Linked DNA regions of Mus musculus: region 1 is linked to region 2. A link is a contact called in public Micro-C data. All regions are on one chromosome and are shown on one strand. The core of a region is the stretch at or near the end of the contact, and the rest is flanking DNA. Distances in the headings are between cores, read along the strand shown. Region 1 holds the start of 3300002A11Rik (RIKEN cDNA 3300002A11 gene). Region 2 overlaps Foxn3 (forkhead box N3).

What was found. A called contact is a pair of places that touch in the nucleus more often than the background predicts.
Region 1: a contact with region 2 is called in a Micro-C map of muscle stem cells, with 2.3 times the contacts expected there. The contact joins the promoter of 3300002A11Rik here to the enhancer-like site in region 2. A contact is called at or near these places in 1 of 39 promoter capture datasets (cranial neural crest), 2 of 15 datasets of contacts at CTCF or cohesin (CD8 T cells and the NIH/3T3 cell line), 8 of 484 Hi-C or Micro-C datasets (cerebellar granule neurons, double positive thymocytes, embryonic stem cells and 4 more), 9 of 115 datasets of contacts at active chromatin or transcription factors (embryonic fibroblasts, embryonic stem cells, epiblast stem cells and 2 more) and 1 of 9 other capture datasets (pancreatic islet).

Annotation. Positions count from the first base shown.
Region 1 is chr12:99,338,327-99,345,500 of GRCm38.p6, reverse strand. It overlaps 3300002A11Rik (RIKEN cDNA 3300002A11 gene), which reads right to left and starts at 4,470. Exons shown (of 3, transcript NR_166805.1): 1 at 4,276-4,470. Foxn3 (forkhead box N3) reads left to right here. Exons shown (of 6, transcript NM_183186.2): 3 at 3,967-4,079. RefSeq lists an enhancer at 4,230-6,881.
Region 2 is chr12:99,301,010-99,308,262 of GRCm38.p6, reverse strand. All of the region lies in intron 3 of Foxn3 (forkhead box N3), which reads left to right. Among named protein-coding and RNA genes, the nearest start is that of Gm46371, 26 kb to the left of the region's middle. Within about 2 kb of position 1,577, at least 73 of the 459 cell types and tissues checked have an H3K27ac peak or open chromatin away from gene starts, as enhancers often do. A contact at or near this core is called in cerebellar granule neurons, double positive thymocytes, heart atrium and 4 more, where this site is marked.

The DNA.
Region 1 (7,174 bases), core at 3,221-5,720, 34 kb before region 2:
TCCCTTCCTGTCCTTTCCCCACAGTGCAAACAGCTTGCTTGGTACATGCACAGACATGTGCACGTGTGCACGTACACACACACACACACACACACACACACACACACACACACTGTGCCTTTCCTAAGGAATTCTCTATCTACCAAAGGAATTTGATTTGTTACGTTTAACTGCTAAGTGCATTTTACAGGGCTGTAGGCCATGGGGTTTTCAGGGCTGTGGGCCACAGGGTGATAATGAGGCTGTAGAAAGGCTCCCTCCATCCAGACCTCTCTAGGAGTCTGGAAGAGAACACACCTTTTCCTGGTAAATTTCATTTAATGTTCCCCCCCTTAAACTTACTTACTTTCTTCCTTCCTTCCTTCCTTCCTTCCTTCCTTCCTTTCTTTCTTTCTTTCTTTCTTTCTTTCTTTCTTTCTTTTTCTCTCTTCTATGGTGACTTTTGTTTTTATTATCAGTGGAGTTAGTGGCTCCTCAGGTAGTTTTTAACTAAAAAGATACAAAAACTTGGCTTGACTTTCAATATCTTCTCACTAATTTTTCCACTCTTGTCTTACATTGGTTTTCCCTGTGGAGTATGATGTATGTGTGTGTTAGTGCATATACAATCACATAATACATGCACATACATGTGTATATATCTCAAAAATGCACCCTTCAGTGAAGGGTTTTATTGTTTTGAGTTCCTTAACATTTAATGGTCCGTGACCTTCACAGTTATTTCCATTAAAAAGGTTTGCCTTCTCTTTTTTTCGGAGGAGATGCAGAGATTTCCATAACTGCTCTGACCCTCAGAGTTATTACACAACTATAATCAAATTAAACCGTTCTGCAGGAGGCGTTCCATGCCGTGTTTCCTGACCCTCGAAACTTGAGCCCTCTGGTCGCTATGCATTTCCATTTCAGAAGTTTTTAGCTAAACCATCTGAATCGCCACATGAAACCAAAGAGAAGGCTTGACAATGGGTGTGTTTCCAGCCTCTTCCTACTGCCCCAAACCCCAAGGTCTCTCTGCTTAGTGCTTTCCCCACAGGTGCACACCCAAGAAACATTGCATTTGGCTTTTCTTTGGAATGCCTGCACTTCTTAGAGTAGGCTAACACTAAAACACAGTGTATCGTCAGCACCTGTCTGGTGAGAAAAACAATAGAAACTCCCCCCAGACAAAGAACCAGCAACCCCAGACCTCTGTGGGGTCAGGGCACAATACGTTTCTCTGGATCCAAAGTGTGAGGTTGATAATGACCTTGTGCTCATTAACACAAAGCCACACGTTCTGACCAAACTCAGAAACATAGGTTCAACGATCATGATAGCAAGACCTAGGCAACAGGAAAATGCTAGGAGCTGGGTGGTTGTCAGTGGTGTGTTATGAAACCCTAACATGGTGGCCATGCCCGAGTAAAGAAGTTACTATGGCCAGAACTGGTGTGTAGGGTGCACGGGAGGGTGCACGGGAAGCGGAGAGAGACACCGGGGAAGGGGGGGGGGGCAGGGTTAGACTAGAATACCAAAAGATCTCACCAACCTATCCAGCACGTGAGCAGTGGCCATGTTAAACCCTTCAGTGTGCAAGAACCCCTCTCCTGCCTCTGCTGGAGTCAAAACTCCATCAGATGTGAGGTTATGGAGCACGTCTAGGCAGGTATGTCCTCTTTCTTAAGATCTCTTCAGTGATACATGCGGGCATGGCCACCATGTTAGGGTTTCATAACACACCATCCCTGGGCCATTTGCCTGTCTCTCACCAGTGAGGGAGCCATGACTTTCTCCGGCACCATGGATGGCTCCAGACTTCCCATTCTGGTTCTCCACCCTTCCACTCAGCAGCTGGATCTCTTACTGGGGAACTATTGTGCACAGTCAGGGCTTTATTCTATCCACTCTAAATAACATTACAGCATTATAAACAGGATACTTGAGTTGGGGTTGGGAGGAGCGCATTCTTGGCTTACAGTTGCTCACCCAGGAAGGCTGGTTGGGCCCTGATTGCTTTGTTGGGGGGGGGGGGTTCCAGGTGGGTGAAAGATGAAACCTGCCCTGCCTTGACAGCTATCTTTGTTTTGTTTTGTTTTGTTTTGTTTTGTTTTGTTTTGTTTTTGAGACAGGGTTTCTCTGTGTAGCCCTGGCTGTCCCCGGAACTCACTCTGTAGACCAGGCTGGCCTCAAACTCAGAAATCCACCTGCCTCCTTGACAGCCATGTTGATGAAAACAAAGGCCCCTAGTTAGGCGCCTGCTGCTGGGGCCATCTCCTGGCAGAAGTGTTTCTATTGCATCTTGGCTATGGTCTTCCCTGCAGCTTAGGACATGCTGTGCACTGGTCTCCTGGCTCAGGGCTCAACTGAGAGCCTTGGATGAAGAAGGTCAGGCCAGCCCTCCCACCTGCAGCTTGGTGGGTGCTTTGATGGCTTCTTTTACTTCAGTGTGGTAACTCACTGTCTTCCCGGCTCTGCCCACACCTTACCTTTTTAAAGTACACCATGCATCATACTCCACAGGAAGAGATAGAGGGTGTAGAACCTGCTTTACTTGGAAAGTCTGGTCAAACCCTGCAAACTATGCCAGACTTAAAAACATGTACAGGAAAGGAAATAAATGACTTTGAGATCTTTGACTGCCCAGATCATTAAACCCTACAGATATATCTTCAGCATAGATGCTCTGGGACCAGGGACCAGGTGACCGGCATGGTTCTGGGTATGGCCTTTGACCATGAATGACTTTGTAGGACTGCCCTGACCCCAGAACACTGGGAATGGTTCATTCTAGGTGTCCTGCTGCTGTTACACAGGCTTGAGAACTATTTACGAGTGCTGTGAACACACAAGGCTTGTAAGAACACTACTTGGTGACGTGATAACTGAAATGCAGACTAGGAAAATTCTTCAAAGATTTTTTTTTTTTGGAATGGCTTAGATTTAGTGGTCCTTCCATGTGATCTCCTTGTAATTTGCTGCCTCTCTGTGTTAGTTTAAAGGTTTTCATGTTTGCTTTTCTCAATGTTGGAAGACACCACCAGGCTTTGTAGAGGAGAGTGAGGGAAATTACAAAGGAAGCATGGGTGGGGTGGGACTAGGTCATTTAGCTTCTTTTCGTTCCAAATCCGTAAATATTTACTGTTGACCTTCTCAAATGGTTTGGGTACACTGACCCAGTTGAAAGCAGGGCAGGCGAGAGCAGCTGTTCCCCACCCCCACCCACTGTTAAAGCTGATCTCAGACCAATTGCCTCCAGCCAGCCCAAAAGTGGCCTTCAGGGAAAGCTGCCCCCTTCCCCCCAGGGAACAGTTTTAGCCAATTTACACTTTTAAAGTGTGACCTCTTCTAAAGATTCCTAGAGACAAGAGCAGATTGCTGTGAACTGAAGGACACCCCCCCCCCATAAAAATAAAAAATACTTTGAATTCTGGCTTAGGTTTGCTATTGTTGCCAGGTCTTTTGTTTCTGAGGGGAAGGTAATTATAAATTCCATTCCAAGCATAAATGTTCTTTTGTGAGCAAGGGGGACGGGATACCAAAAACAATGAGTGGATTACGTTTCCATTTTTGTAAGATCGTGCCAAGATAATGTGGTTTAAAACAGCTGGGGTTTTTAGAGCAGAGATGGAGCTTCGAAAGGTCTTCTCAGCGCCCATGAACGTCAGCCAAGTTAGAGACTTCTGGACGAGTCTGAATATTCCTCCAGATTCATACTGAGAAATAAGGGATTTTGGGTTGGGGGTAGTTCAGATTTGACAGTCATGTTATTGCATCAACATAATCTGGTAGCTACATGTTCATCTGACCTCATCTACTCGGGGCAAAGAGGAGCAGAGAGCATTTAATGGTGTCCTGTTGTCAGCCTGAGAAATCATTAGCAAATGAACAGGAAACTTTGGAGAATAACTACAATATAGCCCTGTATTTGCCTACCACAAAATTCTCTGTACTGTATTAATATGTTTTCATTTTAATTTTTCTTTGCAGAGTATTGGGAAAGGGTCATTGTGGTGCATCGACCCAGAGTATAGACAAAATCTAATTCAGGCTCTGAAAAAGACACCTTACCACCCACCTCCTACTCCTCAGGCTTATCAAAGGTAAGTGACTCGCACTATCGGGGGTTTTTGTTTTCTTAAAGTCTCCTGGAATTTTGTTATTTTAGCAGAGACAGTCTCTAAAACTAATTTAGTAGGCCGTATGAATGTTTTAAAAATAACTACAGACTAATGGGAAAAAGAATTAAGTCTGATGAGGAGGCACATCCATTGGCTATGCATTTCCTGGGAAGCTTACCGCTTCTGTAGCTCCGACTGAGCGGGTGTGGCTCCGGAAGGGCTCCTGGTAGGTAAATAGCGTCTTCCTGGGTAGAATCGGTTACAGAGGAAAGTGGACAGCTTTTCTATCTCTGCGGGTCACGCTTTGTTGGAATAAGAGCGGTGAGGCACACAGGTGATTCCACCTTCCCATGGCCTGCCTCTAGAGATGTGGAAAGAAGGCAGGCTCGGTTGTTGTCATCCGGTTTCCATGTCGACAGGCTCCTGAGTGATGGGTTTGTTGTGGTTACTAAGTGTTTGTCTTGAGAACCATGGCCACTTTCCCTCCTCACGTGTCTGGCTGTCATGAGACTGAGGTCATGAGTGCATTTTTACAAATATACAATGGGAGGGGTGTTAGGTAGATTGTCACAGTTTAAAAAGCATGTCAGTGCTAAGTTAGAAGAAAGGGCCTTACAGAACAAAGAGCCGGATTTCAACCTGTGGATGGAGTCTTAGCTCTTCACGGTGCTTGTCATCAGGCCCACTAAGAAAGTTTGAAAATTACTTTATTTAAGTGTACAGCTGTTTCACTTTCATTTATGTCTGTGTAGCATTTGAATGCTTGGTGACTGTGGAGGCCAGAAGAGGGCATTGCATCCCCTGGAACTGGAATTACAGGCGATTTGAGCCACTGTGTCAGTGCTAGGAATTGAACCTGGATCCTCTGGAGGAGCAGCCGGTGCTCTTAGATCACTAAACCATCTTTCCAGTCCCCTACCAAGAAGTTCTAGAAGGCATGTAGCAGCATTTCCTTTGTTAACTGGTTAAGAGAAACTGCCAGTGGAGTAGACATTTATGTTAATTGGGAATGGCCCGGTGTCAGAAGGCTGGGGAATTTTACAGTCCACTTGCAGATTTTTCTGTTCTGATGTTTATTCTGCAGGAGGGCACACAGAGTGAGCCTTCCAACGTGGCATTAATGAAGTTCTTGTGCGTTCCATCACAGACCCTAGACAATCAGTCTCCGGCAAGAGACGGGAGAAGCAGCTGGGCTCTATGAGAAGACTGCTGTATGTCTGCCTTTGCTAGGCGATTAGCGTGATGGTAGCCATAGTAACTGGAGTGTCTCCATAGTAACGCGTAGCTGAGACAGGTGCACTTGCATCACAAGGCTGTTTGTTGCCTGGCAAAAGGACAGGCCATTAGTACTTAGACATAAGCTGTTGCCTTAGAAACAAATAACCCTACATAGCAACTACAGTTGGTTCGCAAGGGTATTTTTGGGGGGCTGGGGGAAGGAAGGTTGTAGCTGCTTTTGTCTGTGTTCATAAAAATCAGTGGAAGCATACTTTATTTGAAATGACAACTCGAGGTCATATAGCTGTAGGAGGAAGAGATGGGATTTTCCAGAGCAGCCTAGCCTACATTGTAGGAATGTCCAGAAGGGGAGAGCCATATGCCTGCCTCTCTTCTTGTGATGGTAGCCATTCCTGAAATAGAAGCTGGGATTGGGGTTAGAGAGTTGCTTTTTTATGGGGTTGGTGGGGAGCCTGGCACTAATTATTGCAATACTGTCGATATTCAGTTTCCAAGCCCACCCCACTAGTTTCTCTAGTTTCTCCCTTAGAAGTATGTCACACCCGTTTGCTTCTAGCAAGTTAAAAATGTAAGTGTTATTCACTGGGTCGTGTCATTGGTTCATTTAGGCCAGTGCCTTGTTGCCAAATGTGACCCCCAGGGAAACACTGCAATTATTTAATAATTTGAAGGATTATAATAGAACTCTGGGGGTAGCAAGTAGAATACACACAGGCCAGAGGTATTGTGAGCTGGCTGTAACCTAATGACTTCTCTAGAGTCTTAGCACGGGCATGAAAATGCAGATGAACTAGGGCTTTTACAGTAAATGATTTCCAGATGACCACTTCAGATCCAGTTCTGTCCCTTGCAGTTAACCAGCTCCTTCCATATCAAGGTGCTTAGATGTCAAGTCCATCAGATCACTAGTGAGGCGATTCCAGCCCACATCTTCATGATTTGAATCCAGAGAGCACGGTGCTCTCTCCATGCCTTGGAAAGGGTTTGCTTGAGAAGCCAGCCTATGGTGTGAGAGCTCACACCGAAACTGGTGAAGAATTTCTCTGTACCAGGCCACTTGGTGATGTAATTCCAGGAGGCCGGAAGTGGAACAGCCAGCCATAAACAGATACCAAAATGCTGAGTTAACCTGATCTGGCCAGGTCTACTGTGACTCAAGGGGTCCTTGTCAGCCCCATGTGGAGCCACTGTGAAGGGCACCTGGGTAGTGTTTGGCTTCCACAGAGCTGGTGTTTGGCATGTGAGAGAAGACAGTGATTATACAAGAAGGGCAGCTAATGCTGTCCCTTGCAGGTGTGCTTGGCAGCAGCCCTGGCCTAAGCTGCAGGTGGCTGGAAGCTCTGTGAGGAAATCCAGGAGTCTGAAAACACTGCCCCAAACCTTGTTCCCATCCAAACAGAATGCTAAACATTGCAGTCTGTTGGCTTGCGCCTGTTTTCCAAGATTTTGTTAGAATGTTCCCCTACACCTGTTTTCTCTCTCTTTTTTTTGTCCTAAATACTGTTTTTAACTAAAATTCGAAGAGCCAGGTGAGTTAGCCATTGTATTAATTTACATAGGCCACCCTGACAAAGTGCCACAGCTGAGTGAGTCAGACAGCATCAGGAATTGCCTCTCACCCCATGAGCCCAAGGTGTTAGCAGGGTTGGTTTCTTCTGGGAGCTGTGGGAGAGGATCTGGCCCAGCCTCTCCCCCGTTCTAGTGGCTTGCTGGTTATCTGTGATATTCCTTGGCTTATATTTCACAGGACTGTCTCTACCTCCGTCTTAGGAGGAGGCTAAGCCTACCTGACTAAAAACTCTCCTTATTCCAGGGTGACTTTAACTTCTCCAATGACA
Region 2 (7,253 bases), core at 328-2,827:
TTAAATAGGGGTCTTTTAATCCACACTCCGGAACACTGTAAGCCATCTTTCCCATCTAAGCTGTATGGCTTAGCTTTAAACATGAATAGAGTTTAATTTAGAGAAAATGCTGTATATTTTACACAGGAGACAGAGCTGGATTGGTGTGTGTGTGTGTGTGTGTGTGTGTGTGTGTGTGTGTGTGTGTTTGTGTGTGCGCGCGCGTGTGTGCCCGCCCGCCCGCCCGCCCGCCCGCCCGTGCGCCTTCTCCTCAGCTCCCCTCATGGGGATGAAGCAGATTCTTTAGAGCAGAAGAAGAGGAAGGGAGACTCCTCAGGAAGCTGCTGAGCTCCGCCTCTGTAAGAATTCATGAAAATGATGGTGTGGTTCCTGATTGGGTATCTTTGGGTTCTACACCCTCACGCTTGAACATCCACAAAACCAAGGATATTTACTTGGGGGAAAAAATAGAATTTTTTAAAAGGATATATTTATTTATTTTATGTATATGAGTGCACTGTAGTTGTCTTCAGACACACCAGAAGAGAGCATAGGATTCCCTCACAGATGGTTGTGAGCCACCATGTGGTTGCTGGGAATTGAACTCAGGACCTCTGGAAGAGCAGTCAGTGCTCTTAACCACTGAGCCATCTCTCCAGCCCTTGAAATAGAATTTATCCTGAACATATTATACATGCCCTTTATCATTACTTCTTAAACAGTACAGTATTGTAACAGTTTATATAGCATCTGCATTGTGTTTGGTAACCCAGAGATTAGCTGGTGCATGTGTGCATATACTGTGCTATCTTGTGTAAAGAGTTCTAGGCACCTGTGGGAATTTTTGTGTCCTTGAGAGATCTGGGGTGACTGACATTTTACAAAGGCTTAGGTCTCCCAGGCCCCTTTTCTCACACTCTTCTTAAAACACACACACACACACACACACACACACACACACACACACACACATACGATTGCCGAGGGGGGGGGTTGAAATACAAATGTGTGATTTGTTTAGTATCATATTTGTGAGAGTCAGAAAAGTCATAGAAGCACCTAAGTTTCTGTGATCATGAACGGAAGGCAAATCTACATTATAGATCTATTTAATAAGAGTCATTCTTGGATTCTCCATCCCAATTTCTTAACAAACATCAAATTTAAATATTTATCTGTTTTGAAGTTAGTCTAGATCTAGAAGTGGCCCTTTCTGATGGGTGGGGGTGGGGAGGGGAGCTGGCTTGACTCTTGCCAGGCAGCTCATCCTGCCTGGTGTTGGCTGCCAGCAAGCTGTTGGCAATAAGTGCAAATCCTTTTGTCTTGTTAAGAAATTATTGTTAAAGATGCAGTAGTGTATAAAGTCCGCTCTGTCGTTCAAATGACTGTATCTCTGGTGATAACTCCCCACACTCAGACAATCTTGGTGTCCTGTTGAAGCTAATAGGTGCAAATTTTAGTAGGACTTTTAAGAACCCAGTACCCCATATTTACAAGTCTTTCTATGTAATCAATTTCTTTACCACCTGCCCTAACCCTCCCCCAAGCAGTCAGAAGTCTGGACTGGCAGGATGTGTCCCCGGGATCTTCATGGCATCTGCTCTTACAGTCAGGTTTCTCAGTCTGGGCTCAAACACGACAGTCTGACATGGCAGACCTGGTGCTGCGGCTCTGTCATTTGCATGGCTTTGTGTGTGTTGTCTTATCTTTTGTGTTTTGCTGTGAGCTACATGACTACTTGAGCATCATGCAGACACATGAAGGTATGTTCATAGCTGCCTGTTTTTTAAAGTCGAAGCAGCTCAGACTAAAAGGGGATCCGCTTTCAGGACCTGCTCAAGTTTCCCTGCGACAGCATCAGAGCTATTTTTAGAGGAGTGATCACCAGGAAGAGCCAGGACAGCTGCATTCAACAGCAGCCGCAGAGACAGAGGGTCGTTTGTGGGACTGCAGAGGTTGAGCCTGTTGATATGGGAGACAAAGGGGCATGCATATCTGTCCTTCAGTTAGGTAGGCCACCCCTGTTCAGAGCCCTTGAACCTTTGCAGCTGTGGGAGTGTTAATTTAGTGCTTGGTTGCCTTGGCTCTGAGTCCAGCCAGATGCAGAGATAGGGGCCGATGGCAGGACTGCCCTGCAGAGTGCCCAGTCTGAGAAGACAGCGACTTATTCTCACTCAGAAACAGCTACCAGACTTTCAGTGTTTGAATTCTCAGTTCTCTTTTGCTTCTGCAGACGACAAAAGTCAACAGATATCAGGAACTGGCTGATGCATGTGTGCGTGCATGCGTGCGTGTGCGTGTGTGTGTGTGTGTGTGTGCCTTGGATCCCTTACTATTCCTGCTTGACACTTTTAAGTGACGTCACCATTCTGAATAAAGAGCACTTAGCAAAAAAAAGAGGGTTTTGGTAACTGGTCTGTATACTTCATAGAGCTAGTTAGCATTCTTCCTTTTTATTATTTGTTTTTGTTTTTGGGACGGGTCTCACTCACTGTGTAGCCCTGGTGTCCTGTAGCTTACTATGTATGTAGACCAGGCACTATGTAGACTATAGACTCACAGAGATTGCCTGCCTCTGCCTCTTGAGTGCTGAAATTAAAGGCTTGTGCTACCATACCCTGCTCCCTCCCTCCCTCCCTCCCTTTCTTTCTGAGGCATTTGCTATACACCTGCTGTTGCCATCCACTTAAGAGTGTGTGTGATGCATATAAAGACAGACTCTATCTACTTTATACATGGAGCGTGGAGAAAAGGAGACAGCCTGGAGGGGCAGCATTGTGTAGAATGAACAGAGCTTGCATTAAGGATGGGGAAGGCAGCTGCTTTAAGTAGAGGGTAGCTGCCTAGAGTAGACACTAAGGTGAGAGCATTTACTTGTACTTGGGAGGCCACAAGCAGCCTGGTACCCAGAGAATGAAAGAGCACGAATGTGAGGGATGCCAGAGGAGGAAGCCAGAGCAGGTGTGGCGCTCAGCAACCTGGAAGTGGCACCGATCAGGGGGAGCCAGAGGCCGGTGCCTTTCATCACCTGCTAGATGGCCTGGACTATATAAAAGGTAAAAACATTGCTAAGTGCGTGCATGGATCTCCTGTGTAAGGTTCAGCAGCTCCATGCAGTTAAAGGATGTCCTACATATAAAGGAGCTTCCCTAGAAAAGCTAAGAGCAACAGCAACGGAGCAGTCCTCAAACTGAGGCCATGTGACTCCCGTGACGAAGGCAGAGGTGGAGAGAAGCATCGGAGAAGGAGGGCAGGAGAGAGGGAGAGGAGCCACACCCTTCAGGAACTCTCAGGTTAGAGTTCTGTTGAGAAGGGTGCATCCCACAGCCAGTTAGCAGCAGACGAGAAGTAGAACCTACACATCCCGTGTCAGGAAGCAGTCTCAGCGGAGGCCACAGGAGCCTGAGGTTTTCCTGAGTAGGTTGAAGGCTTTAATTATGTGGACTTTCTCTGATGCCATAGGAATTAGAAGCAGAAGGAACAGGGAATAGTTCTGTGGGAAGAATAACTTTAATGTTCCCTGCACCGTAGAGTAGCTGTGATTGACAACAATTAATTGTGTGCTTCAAAATAGTAGGGAAGATTTTGACTGTTCCCAACACAAAGAAATGATAGTGTGTGAGGTGATGGATATGCCAATTACCTGGCTATCATCTTTGCCTGCTGTATACACACATATGAAACTCACACGCACCACAGCTATTATGTATCAGTTGAAAGAAATAAAATCAAAACTGAAGAACAGAATATCCAGTGCAGCCACACCCTCCTTTTACACCTAGGAAAAATGTCTGGAGAAGTGTTCAGTGTAGAGCTTTGTAGCGCTTCAGCCCCTGAACACGCCAAGAGGTCTCTGCCCCTCTGCCCTGGGGAGGGGGTGGGGGTGGAGGGGTATTACATATTGAACTTAGGTCTCCCTCAGGTCTAGCCAGGTGCTCTTCCGCTGGGCTTTGTATCTAGTCCCCTTTTGACAGGGTTTCACTAATTTGCCTAGGCCTGCCTTGAAGAAACTTTGTAACACAGACGGACTTTGCGGTTACGATCCTCCTGCCTCTACCTCTGCAGGAGCTAGAATTACAAGCCCATGCCCCCAAGGCCCAGCTGACTTTACTTTTCCAAGGCTATGTTCATTGTGGATTTACTTCTGCCATGGAAGTGTAGCACTGTTCTCTGGCTTTTGCTTCCAGAAAGGGGGTGGGGGTGGGGTGATGTTTTTCTGGGTTCCCTGGGAAAGCTGCATGCTGTTAGGAGTGAGATAGATACACAGGGGGAGTCCATTGCCCTGGCATCAGCCCCTGTGATGTTGGAAGAGGACCAGTGTGACTTTTGGGGTGCAGGGTTCCTCAGGCTTACTGGTTGCTGACTCTGGAGGCGCCTGGGGAACAATCACAACCAAATGACTATAAGAACGGCTGTCAGGAGACACCTGGGGAGGAGGACAAGGGACTGTGTCACTCTAGTGCAGGGCAGCAGCTATGAATGTGCCGGGGGAGGCATCCAGACAAAGGCCAGTCAGTGCCAGTCGCAAGTGTGACTCTGGCAGACGTCAGTGACTACTTTTCAGGAATTTAAATAGATTTGTTCTGCTTTCGAGCCAGCTTGTAAATAAGTCCAGCATCAGCTTCTACCTGTTCTTGTTCCTCAGGAATCCACTTTGGGGAGCCTGGGCTCCCTTCCCTGATGACACACTTAGGCAGGGCTCCTGCTGTGTCACCAGCTTCCCAAATTACCATTTAATTTTCCTGTCATCTTTGGTGGGTATAACTATCAAAGAAACTGTCTCCAGGAGACTAAGGAGAATCTCTGTTTTCCAGACAAATAGGCCGTTTTCCTCACCTGACCAGCATCCTGAGGAACACCAAGAATAAGACTGTGTCAGAAATGTGGATGAATTAAAATATTTAGAGCTCTGATCTTTTCAAAAACTCCAAAAATAGGTTCTAGTGGCTTCTGAATGACAGAAATATGTCTTTCTTTGAAAGTGGAATTATTTCAGGGGAGACCTGAGAGGGTGGCAGTAATAGTCCCATCCAACATGTGGTGGTGACTGCCTCAAACCAGTTCTGGATTCTATGTTCTAGGCCTGGTCCAAGGACTTAGAAAATCTGCCACGATCAAATTGGGGATGTAACTCAGTGCTGTCTAAAGCCTTGGGCTTTCTCTGGGAAAACCCCGTGGTTCCACCCTTCACCATTGCCAAGACCTCGGGAGACCGTGGTATAGGAAGGTGATGGACTGGGGCTTCCTCTGTCCTTCAGCCCCAGCCCCAGCCTTATGTATGTGAGTCCTCTCTGGGGTCATAACGGCCTGAGTGGATGGCATGGGAACTGCCCCCTTCAGCTTGCTCCAACCCAGAGACTTGCAGCATTTGAGAAATGCCCCCTTCCCCACCTCCCTTAGGTACTTAGGTTTCTATGTTAGTGGTTACTACGGTTTGGCCATTGTGTTTATAGTCACCTCTGTTAATGACCTGGTTCCAGGGGTTGCTGTTGGGCAGGGGTAGTGATGATGGAAGTTTGTTTTATGAAGTGAAGGTTGGTTCCACAAAGTATTTGAGATGTAGTATACACCTGCCGTTGCCATCTCTACCATGAGACAGACCCCTATGGCTAAGGGTTGCCATGTGTCATCTGGACTTTCAGCCTCACACATGATGAGCTAACTGGCCCTTCTTCATCAAGTCAGCTGCCTCAGTTGTCTCATGGTAGTAATTACTTTTAAGCTATGCTTTATTAGCGCAATGAAGAGAGTGTATTGAGCGGCTTCTACTTGGGGTTGTAATAATAAACCAGAATTTACTGAGTGTGTGCAGGGGCCCGAGCCTATGCCTAGTAAGTAAGCCTAGTAAAGGAGTTAGCACATTGGCAGCGTCTGTAATTTCTCTGGTGGCAGCAGGGCTTGCAGCAGGGAACTGGCTGGGCAGTTGGTATTTAAAATCTTAAGTCAACAGCAGTACTGTTGGGGCTTAGAGAAGAGTCACGTGAGTCACAAGAGAACTCACTTCAGGCGGAGGGGTTCTTAGTGGCTTCTGCCACACTAAAGGGACACCAGAAGTTTATTAACAGTCTGGTCATGGAGGGGTCCAGAAGTGACTAACTCTCCAAGCATGATGTGCCACGGTCATCCTCCATCTATCCCAGAGTCCTCTATTTTATCTGTGTGTGGGGGCATGTTTATCCCTGTCTCTTGGTGGACAGGACAGTTTCTTTATTGCTCTGCCTGCATTCAGGGTACGGGTAAGTGGTCGAGGGGAAAGAGTAGGGGTGGGTATTTCATTTCAGTAGCCTGGAGGAGTAGGGATGGAGGAGCAAGGATCCCTGCCTGCTTAGCGAATGGCTGCTCACCTGCTGATGTCCTGTTTGTTATAGTACAAACCACTTGAGCCATCAACTTATCAAGAGAAAAGGCTTATTTTGGTCCCGCTTACGTGGGTTCCAGAGCATGATTGGTGGGCCCATGGCTTTCAGGCCAGAGAAAAGCGGGGAGCAAGTGGCAGGGACCATTGTCTTTGGGCCAGGAAGCAGGAAGGGGGAAATTGAGAAGACCAGGGTTCCACAATTCCTTTGGAACAAGTTCCTGCCTTTAAAAGTATCAGTGCCCTTCTAAATTGACTCTGGGAACCAAGCCTCCAAGACATGGGTTTTGGGGGACACTCAAGATCTACATTATATCCACCCATCCACCCATCTTCCACTCATCCATCCGTCCGTCCGTCCATCCGTCCGTCCATCCATTCATCCGTCCATCCATCCATTCATCCGTCCATCCATCCATCCGTCCGTCCGTCCGTCCGTCTGTTGTCTCCCACCTATTACCCATCTATTTATGTCCTGTATTGTCTATCATCCGTCTCTAGCATCATTATCTATAATCTGTCATTAGTCTATCTGTTGTGTATTGAAGTGTGGTGAAATGCGCATGAAGTTTGCCATCATGACCATTTGCAAGTGTAACTCAGTGTAGCCACTCACCAATGTGCTGTCAGTAACCATATTCTGCCTCTAGAATTACTTTTCTCTTGTAGGACTGAAATAATAACCATCAACAGCCACTCCCCAGGGCCTTTCCACCCATCTCCCGTCAACCAGTTCTACTTTCTCTCTATGACTTTGATGACTCCAGGCACCTCAGATACATAGAATCATGTAGAATGTGTCTTTTGTGGCTGGCTCATTGCACTTAGCATAAGGTCCTCAGGGTTTATCTATGTTACTGAATCATCTTCCTTGAGAGAATATTCCCTATGTGTGTTCTGTGTGTTTAGCTTATCCAGT